Regions from separate parts of the Sus scrofa genome. Here region 2 is linked to region 1. Evidence: chromatin contacts called from public Hi-C data. All regions are on one chromosome and are shown on one strand. Each heading gives the region's core, a stretch centred on a gene start, on an enhancer-like site or on the middle of the called end of the contact. The rest is flanking DNA. Distances are from core to core; before and after follow the strand shown.

Region 1 (3,320 bases), core at 635-3,134:
TGTATTTTCTTAGAGCCCATCAACTCAGCCCCAGTCCCCCCTACACTGCCTCCGCACCCTGCCGCCCAGGCCACTGGCTGGGTGAGAAACCCAGGCTCTCTTCCCCCCACCCCTTCCCGGATTTATGAATGAGACCGGATGCAAAGCTCATTGAGTCACCCGGCAACGGGAGATGGGCAGAGAGCAGGGAGAGAACCAGAAATGGCCAGAGACAGGCCGAAAGGGAGATGGAGGCAGAAGAAGCCAGGAACGGGCGACCGAGACACATCCAGAGAGCATTTCATTCACAAAATCAAGGTTGCTCCCTCAGGCCCCTGCCGAGGAAAGGCAAGGGGGAGAGATTGCGGGCGGGCAGGCGGGCGGGGAGGGGGGAATTGATCCCTCCTCTTCCCTCTCCCGGCCCCAGCATCCTTCAGAACCATCTTACCCCGCCCCCCAGCCCCCCTCCCCCCTGTTCAGGGACCATAGCCCTCCGCCCAGCAATCAGGATCAGCCTCCAACCCCTCACTACCACCTAGCGCAGGGACCTTGGTGCCCCAGCCTCAAGCACCCAAGCCACGAGCTCTAGCCCCTTCCCCCACCAGCAGGCTGTCGGGTTTCCCCAGCCTTTCGGGAGGGGAAGGGGCCGCCGCAGCGCCCCCAGCCCCCTTTTCTCAATGGGATGGGATTTTGTGAATGAGCAGTCACGTGACGCTGCTTCCTTTGTCCGCCCGCCTCCCCCGACAACAGGTGAAGCAGAGAAAGAGGGCAGGGGTCCCCCCCCAGGGCCTACTGGGATGGGATGCCGGGATTTCTGGGTGCCCTACGCTCCCTATGATCTGTTTCCTGGGGGGAGTGGTCCCCAGATTTCCTCAATGGTGGGGGTCCAGTACGGAAATTATGAATGGGGTGTCCTCGTAGGAAGTCCAGGCCCCCCCAAATGGAGACTGGTACCCCAAATGGCTGCCGCGCAGTTTAGGAGCCCCCACCCCCTTGTCCTTCCAGCCAGGGTCTGGGGGCGTCCCGGTGGACAGGAGGCGCTGCGCGGTCCCGGCTGCCCCCTCACCGTGACAGGCCGTCTGTCAGCCCCCGCCCCCTCGCCCCCCTCGGCACCTGCCTGGAAGGCTCCGGCCGGGCTCCGAGCGGTGGCGACGTGGCCTCCTCCTCCTCCTCCTCTTCGCTCCAGCTCCCTCGCTGGCTCCGGCGGCGCTAGAGACGGGCACCGGGAGCCGGGGCGAGGGGGGAGGGAGGGGAAACCTGGTAGATGGGGGGGGAGGGGGCGGCTTGGGGGGAGGGGTAAGCGCGAGGCAGGCGCACTTGCCCGCTGGGTCCTAGAGCCCGGCCCTGGCTCCAGCGAACAGCCCCCCAGCCCCCATTTTCTTAGGATCCAGAAAGGATCCCCTCCTTTCCCACCCATCTGTGCCATTGGTCCCTGAGGATGTAGGGAGGGAGTCTAGGACAGAGCTTGCTCTGGATGTTCTAAAGAGGCAAGGTCTATGTTTTGGGTTCTAAATGGGAGTGGCGGGGTGCCTGGCGGGGTTCGAAAAGGGGTGGGGCGAGAAGGGAGCATCGCTAGGGGGCGGGGTCGGAGGGCCTGGAAAAGGAGAGTGAAGACGCGGGAGGCGCGGACGAGCGCGTGCGTCATAGAAGGGGCGGATCCACAGAGGAAGGGCCTTCTGGGCGAGCCAGAGGAAAGAGGGTCTTGGGAGGAGAGGTTGTCCTTGTAGGACGGAGCTTACAAGTAAACTGCCTTTAGGGGCCGGACGACGGAGAGTTCCAAAAGGGAGGAGCTACGCAGCTGTGTTCATAATGGGCGGAGCTTCAGGAGAGAAACTAACGGAGAGGGCGGGGCATTGTGAAGGGGCGGGGCTTAAAAGAACGTTCTACAGGGGTGGGGCCTAGGACTGCAAGGCCTGGGGGCGGGGAAGAAGACACTGGAGTATTTCAAAGGGAGATCCAGGTTCCTAAGGGGCAGTGCTCAAGCTGGCACACGGGGCGGGGGGCTCGAGCCTATGGGCGGGGCCTAGGTCTCGGGGTCCGCTCTTGCTGCCTCGCCCGCTTGCCCCGTTCTTTTCGGTTACTTTCTGCTGCGGCCGTTCCCCTCCCTCCCCTGGGCCCAGGGGGCCGCGGTCCGAACTTCGGTCGGCTGGTGGAGTCGGTGAGTGGGATCCTCTGAGAGGAGGAGCGAGGGCGGAGCTTGGGGGAAGGGGTGGAGCCTGAGTATGAGGTCTGCCGCTAGACCTGGAGCAGGAAAAGAAATTTAGCAGTGAAGCCTGGGAAGAGGGCGGGAACCAAATAATCAATTGAGAGGGAGTTGAGGGTTAGAGGTGAGGACTGAGGGGTTAGCACGACAAAAATATCTGGATTTGTTAAGCGGAGGCGGGGCCAGACCTGGGGAGGGTTGGGGGGTCTGGTTGAGAAGGCCCGATTCCCTGACAATCGGGGGCGGGACCAGAGGGAGGAGGCGGGGCCTGGGCCAAAGAAACCTTGTTGAGAGTTCAGGGAGAGAAGCTGGTACTCCTTGGTCTTACAAGCTACAGAGTACAATCACCACGCGTGTTGTGGCCTGAGTAACTGGCAAGGAAGGCGGGCAAGGCCTATGTCTTGGAGTCTAGAGACCTCGGATGTGGTCAAAGCGAAGGGATGTGATCTGAGGGTCCAGATAGGAAGACAGGTACTGAACCTTAGTACACTAAGAGAATGGGGACTCTGTACCTGAACAGCAGCTGTATGGGTCCACGGGGAAGAAGATGTGAACGTCAAGAGCAGAGAAATAGGAATGCGGCTAGAGACTAGTTCCCGAGTGGATATCGGAGGACAAGGGCAGGGCGGGTGAGGATAGATAGGACCAAGTACAACTCTGCCTCGTGGGTTTCCCCCAGCCCTGATAGATTGACTGGCTGACGTTTTTCTGACCACAGTCCCTGACCTCCGTCAGAAATGGGGAACGTGCAGTCGGAGCCGTCCGCTGGCGGGGGCTCCCGAAAAGAGCAGGCCTCGGGCCGGTCCTCCGACTCCCGCCGGACATCCTTGATGGAGCCCGAGGTGACCCCCTCTTCCCCAGCCATGCGCCTGGCTCGAGGGCTGGGTGTCTGGTTCCCTGGCAGCTCTCCGCCCCCAGGACTCCTGGTACCCCCGGAGCCCCAGGCCTCACCCTCACCCCTGCCCCTGACCTTAGAACTGCCCTCGCCAGTGACGCCTCCTTCAGAGGAGGCGGCTGCGGCCACGGTCTCTACGCCACCCCCGCCCCCCGTGGGGACCCTGCTGCCCGCGCCGTCTAAGTGGCGAAAACCCACGGGCACTTCGGTGCCCCGAATCCGCGGTCTGCTGGAGGCGAGCCA
Region 2 (3,104 bases), core at 198-2,697, 770 kb before region 1:
AATTAGGAGTGTGGGCTAAGACCAGGGAGGGGGCCCTGGGAGAAGCTAGTGGGGGAGACAGAGACAAAGTGACAAAAAGAGGGAACAAGGAGAGCTACCACTGAGAAAAAGATGGAAAGGGTGAGACAAAGAAGACCTAACGAGTCGCCCAAGCTATGAGTCTGGTGTGTCTGGGGCCAGGGGCTCAAGGATCCTGGGAACGTTAGGGCTCCGGCTTCAGCCGAGGGCGAGGGGCAGGGCTGGGAAAAAGCCGTGGGCGGGAGGCCGCGGGGTCCCAGGGGAGGGCGGAGCAGGCTGGGGAACCGGATGCCAGGGTCCTGCAGACGGCTCCCTCCCCCGCCGAGGGCTGCGAGTTGGGGCGGGCTGCGAGTTGGGGCGGTTGGCCCCGAGTCCTCGACCCCCTCTGGCCGGTCCCTGCGCGATCCGCTCACTGTCTCCACCGCCGCAGCTCCCCCGCAGCGCCTCCCTACACCCCTCTAGCCCCCAACTCCCGCTGGCGCCTCCGCTCGCCCCCCGCCGGCACGCCCCCTCATTGTTCAGCGGCAGCGGCGCCGCCCCCTCCCCCAGCCCGTCGGGGCCCCTCGCCTTCCCCCTCACCTCCCGGGGAGTCTCCAGCCCCAGAGCAAGGCAGCCCGGTTGCTATTCGACCCTCGCACGGTCTCCGAGGAGGAGCAGAACCGGGGCTCCCGCGTCTCAGCAAGTCCGAGGTGTGAACTTCGTGCTCTCAGGTTCCGAGAACAAACTCCGGGATCTCTCCGAAAATGGGGTGTAGTGGTCCGAATTTCTTTGGTCCTCTAAGCAGAAGATGCTGGGAGCCTCGACTCTTGAATCTCAAATTGTAGTGCTGGGAACCCAAATTCCTGAGCCTTCTAGATGGGTTCGTGGGTTGGGGGGGAGTCCGTATTCCTGAGTTCCCCTAACTCTAAGAGCAGGAATTAAACCATCTCTAGGCAGGAGTGCAGGGAACCCCAAATTCCAGGGTCCCTTTCCCTTGAAGTAGTGGGCGCTTCAGCTCTAAACAGGCTGGGTAGGACACTAGGAGTCCGTATCCCAAGTTCCTCCAACCCGGGGAGTCTTGGACTTAGCTTTCTGGGAAACTCTAGAGGGAAACTCCGGTCTGGGATCCTAAGTTCTTCGAAACTGAGTGCAGGAAGCTGGGCCTACAGGGTCGCGCGGGGCTGAAGGGGACTCCTGGCTTCTCCAGGAGGGGGCGCTGGGCACCTGGATGTCTGGGGTCCTCAAGCTTGGACGCTGGGTGGGGCCTGGGCTTCGGGGGTCTCTCGGGATGCGGTGCAGAGTTTCGGGCTGTTGGAGTCTGCGACTCTGGACCCCTCAGGCTCCAGGATGGGTGGCACGGGTCTCGGACGGTGGCGGCGCCACATCTAGGGCTGGATAGTCCGGTCTCAGCTGTGGGGCAGGGGGCGGTCGCCCGAGGCCTCCCCTCCCCCCAGCCGCCCGGGCTCATATCCTGTTCCCGCCCGCAGGGGGAGGGGCCGCCTTCCGGCTGGCCAGCCAGCTAAGGGTTAAGACCCTTCCTCCCCAGGCTCTGAATATTCATAAGAAGGCGAGTCCCAGGCAGGCTACACCCCCACATTCCAAACGCCTTTCAGACTTTTCCCTTTTACAGCAAGAGCCTTTGAGGCGTGAGAATCCGGAACTGGTAACGCGCTTTCTCCTATTGGCCAACCCAAAGGTTCCTATTTGTATATGCAAAGATGAGGCGGAGCTAGCCAGTGAGGTCACGTGGTCAAGAACGACTGAAGGACCCCGGGACGCGAGGGTGCGGCCGAAGCTCCAGTGGCGCAATCGGTTAGCGCGCGGTACTTATATAGCAGTGCAAGCGGAGCAATGCCGAGGTTGTGAGTTCGATCCTCACCTGGAGCAACTTTTCTTCATATCAGTATTTTAGAGATTTATATGTCTTATTGATCGAGCCGAACACCTACATCACTTAGAGGAATGAACGTTTCGATCTTTGCAATTTTCAAACTGGAAAGACTCCTGGGACTCTGACGATGGTCGCTAAGGGAGTGTTTTGTATTGTGGGAGGTGCCGTTCTCTTCATCGTCACCAGGGGGTGGCATCGCCTCTTAGATGCCTGGGTCTGCAAATCTCAGTTCAAGACTTCTGCACATGCCAGACTTTTGTGTCCTCTGCAAACTCTGTATGTGACACTCTCTCCTCCATCTGTCTCTGTCTTGAATTTCTTCCCTCCAGTTTTGTCGAGATATAATCGCCGCATATCATTGTATTAGTCCAAGGTGTACAAAATAACAACCTGAGATAGTGTATAAAGTATGAAATAATTACCAGAACCGTTAACATCAATTACCTCACATAGGTACTATTTTGTATATGTGTATCTTGGAGTTTTCTCTGTCCCTCCTCATTTCGAATCGATTTATTATTTTTACTTTAACAAATTCTGAAATTTGTGACCCTTGTATGTCTGGTCTCTGTTTAGAGTTTAGGTGTGAGTGATAAGAGCAGTGAACAAGACAAAGTCAAAGTCTCTGCCCCAGTATTTGACTTTCTAGTGGGGGAGGCAGATTGCTATAAAGATCTAAGTCCATTTTATATGTTAAGTGGTTATAAACAACAAACGTAATGGAAAAAGTAGAGCAACATAGGAAGGATGCGGGTTGCAACAATAGCAGTCAGGGACCATCTCACTAAGGACACATTTGGGCAGAGACCTGAAGGAGGGGAGTGAGCTATTGGGACACCTGGGGAGTAGTCCAGGCAGAGGAACAGCCTGTGCAAAGGCCCAGTGGCTGAAGCGTGTCAGACGTATCGGTAGAAGCTAGCAAAAGGGACCAAAGATGAGAGCCAGACTGGGTAAGCCGGTGAGGACTTAGGACGTTGGCTTTTATTCCATTTGACTCAAGTGTCATGACAGGTTTCCTCTGGCTGTCTAGAGGGGGAGTGTTGAAAAGTCAGGGCAGGGACCAGAGCCAGGAGACAAGGAAGGGGTTCAGGTGGGAGATGATGTTGGATAGGATCAGGGAAGGGACCAGAGGAGGCAGGAGGGTACATTGTTACAGCTCTTTGGGGTGAGGGTTTGAGAATGAAGAGTGTTAAGAGGACTGCTTCCCAGGTGTTTG

What was found. Hi-C and Micro-C count contacts between places; a contact is called where the count stands out from the background.
Region 2: a Hi-C map of liver shows a contact between it and region 1, with 6 times the contacts expected there. The contact joins the promoter of PLEKHG2 here to the promoter of GGN in region 1. A contact is called at or near these places in 1 of 47 Hi-C or Micro-C datasets (liver) and 1 of 2 datasets of contacts at active chromatin or transcription factors (alveolar macrophages).

The regions. Positions count from the first base shown.
Region 1 is chr6:47,300,140-47,303,459 of Sscrofa11.1, reverse strand. GGN (gametogenetin) reads left to right here and starts at 1,884. Exons shown (of 3, transcript XM_005664585.3): 1 at 1,884-2,137; 2 at 2,901-3,320. The coding sequence starts at 2,920. It overlaps SPRED3 (sprouty-related, EVH1 domain-containing protein 3), which reads right to left and starts at 1,249. Exons shown (of 6, transcript XM_021094342.1): 1 at 1,097-1,249.
Region 2 is chr6:48,067,875-48,070,978 of Sscrofa11.1, reverse strand. It overlaps PLEKHG2 (pleckstrin homology domain-containing family G member 2), which reads right to left and starts at 1,447. Exons shown (of 21, transcript XM_021094371.1): 1 at 598-1,447. It overlaps TRNAI-UAU (a tRNA gene), which reads left to right and starts at 1,792; the gene lies at 1,792-1,884.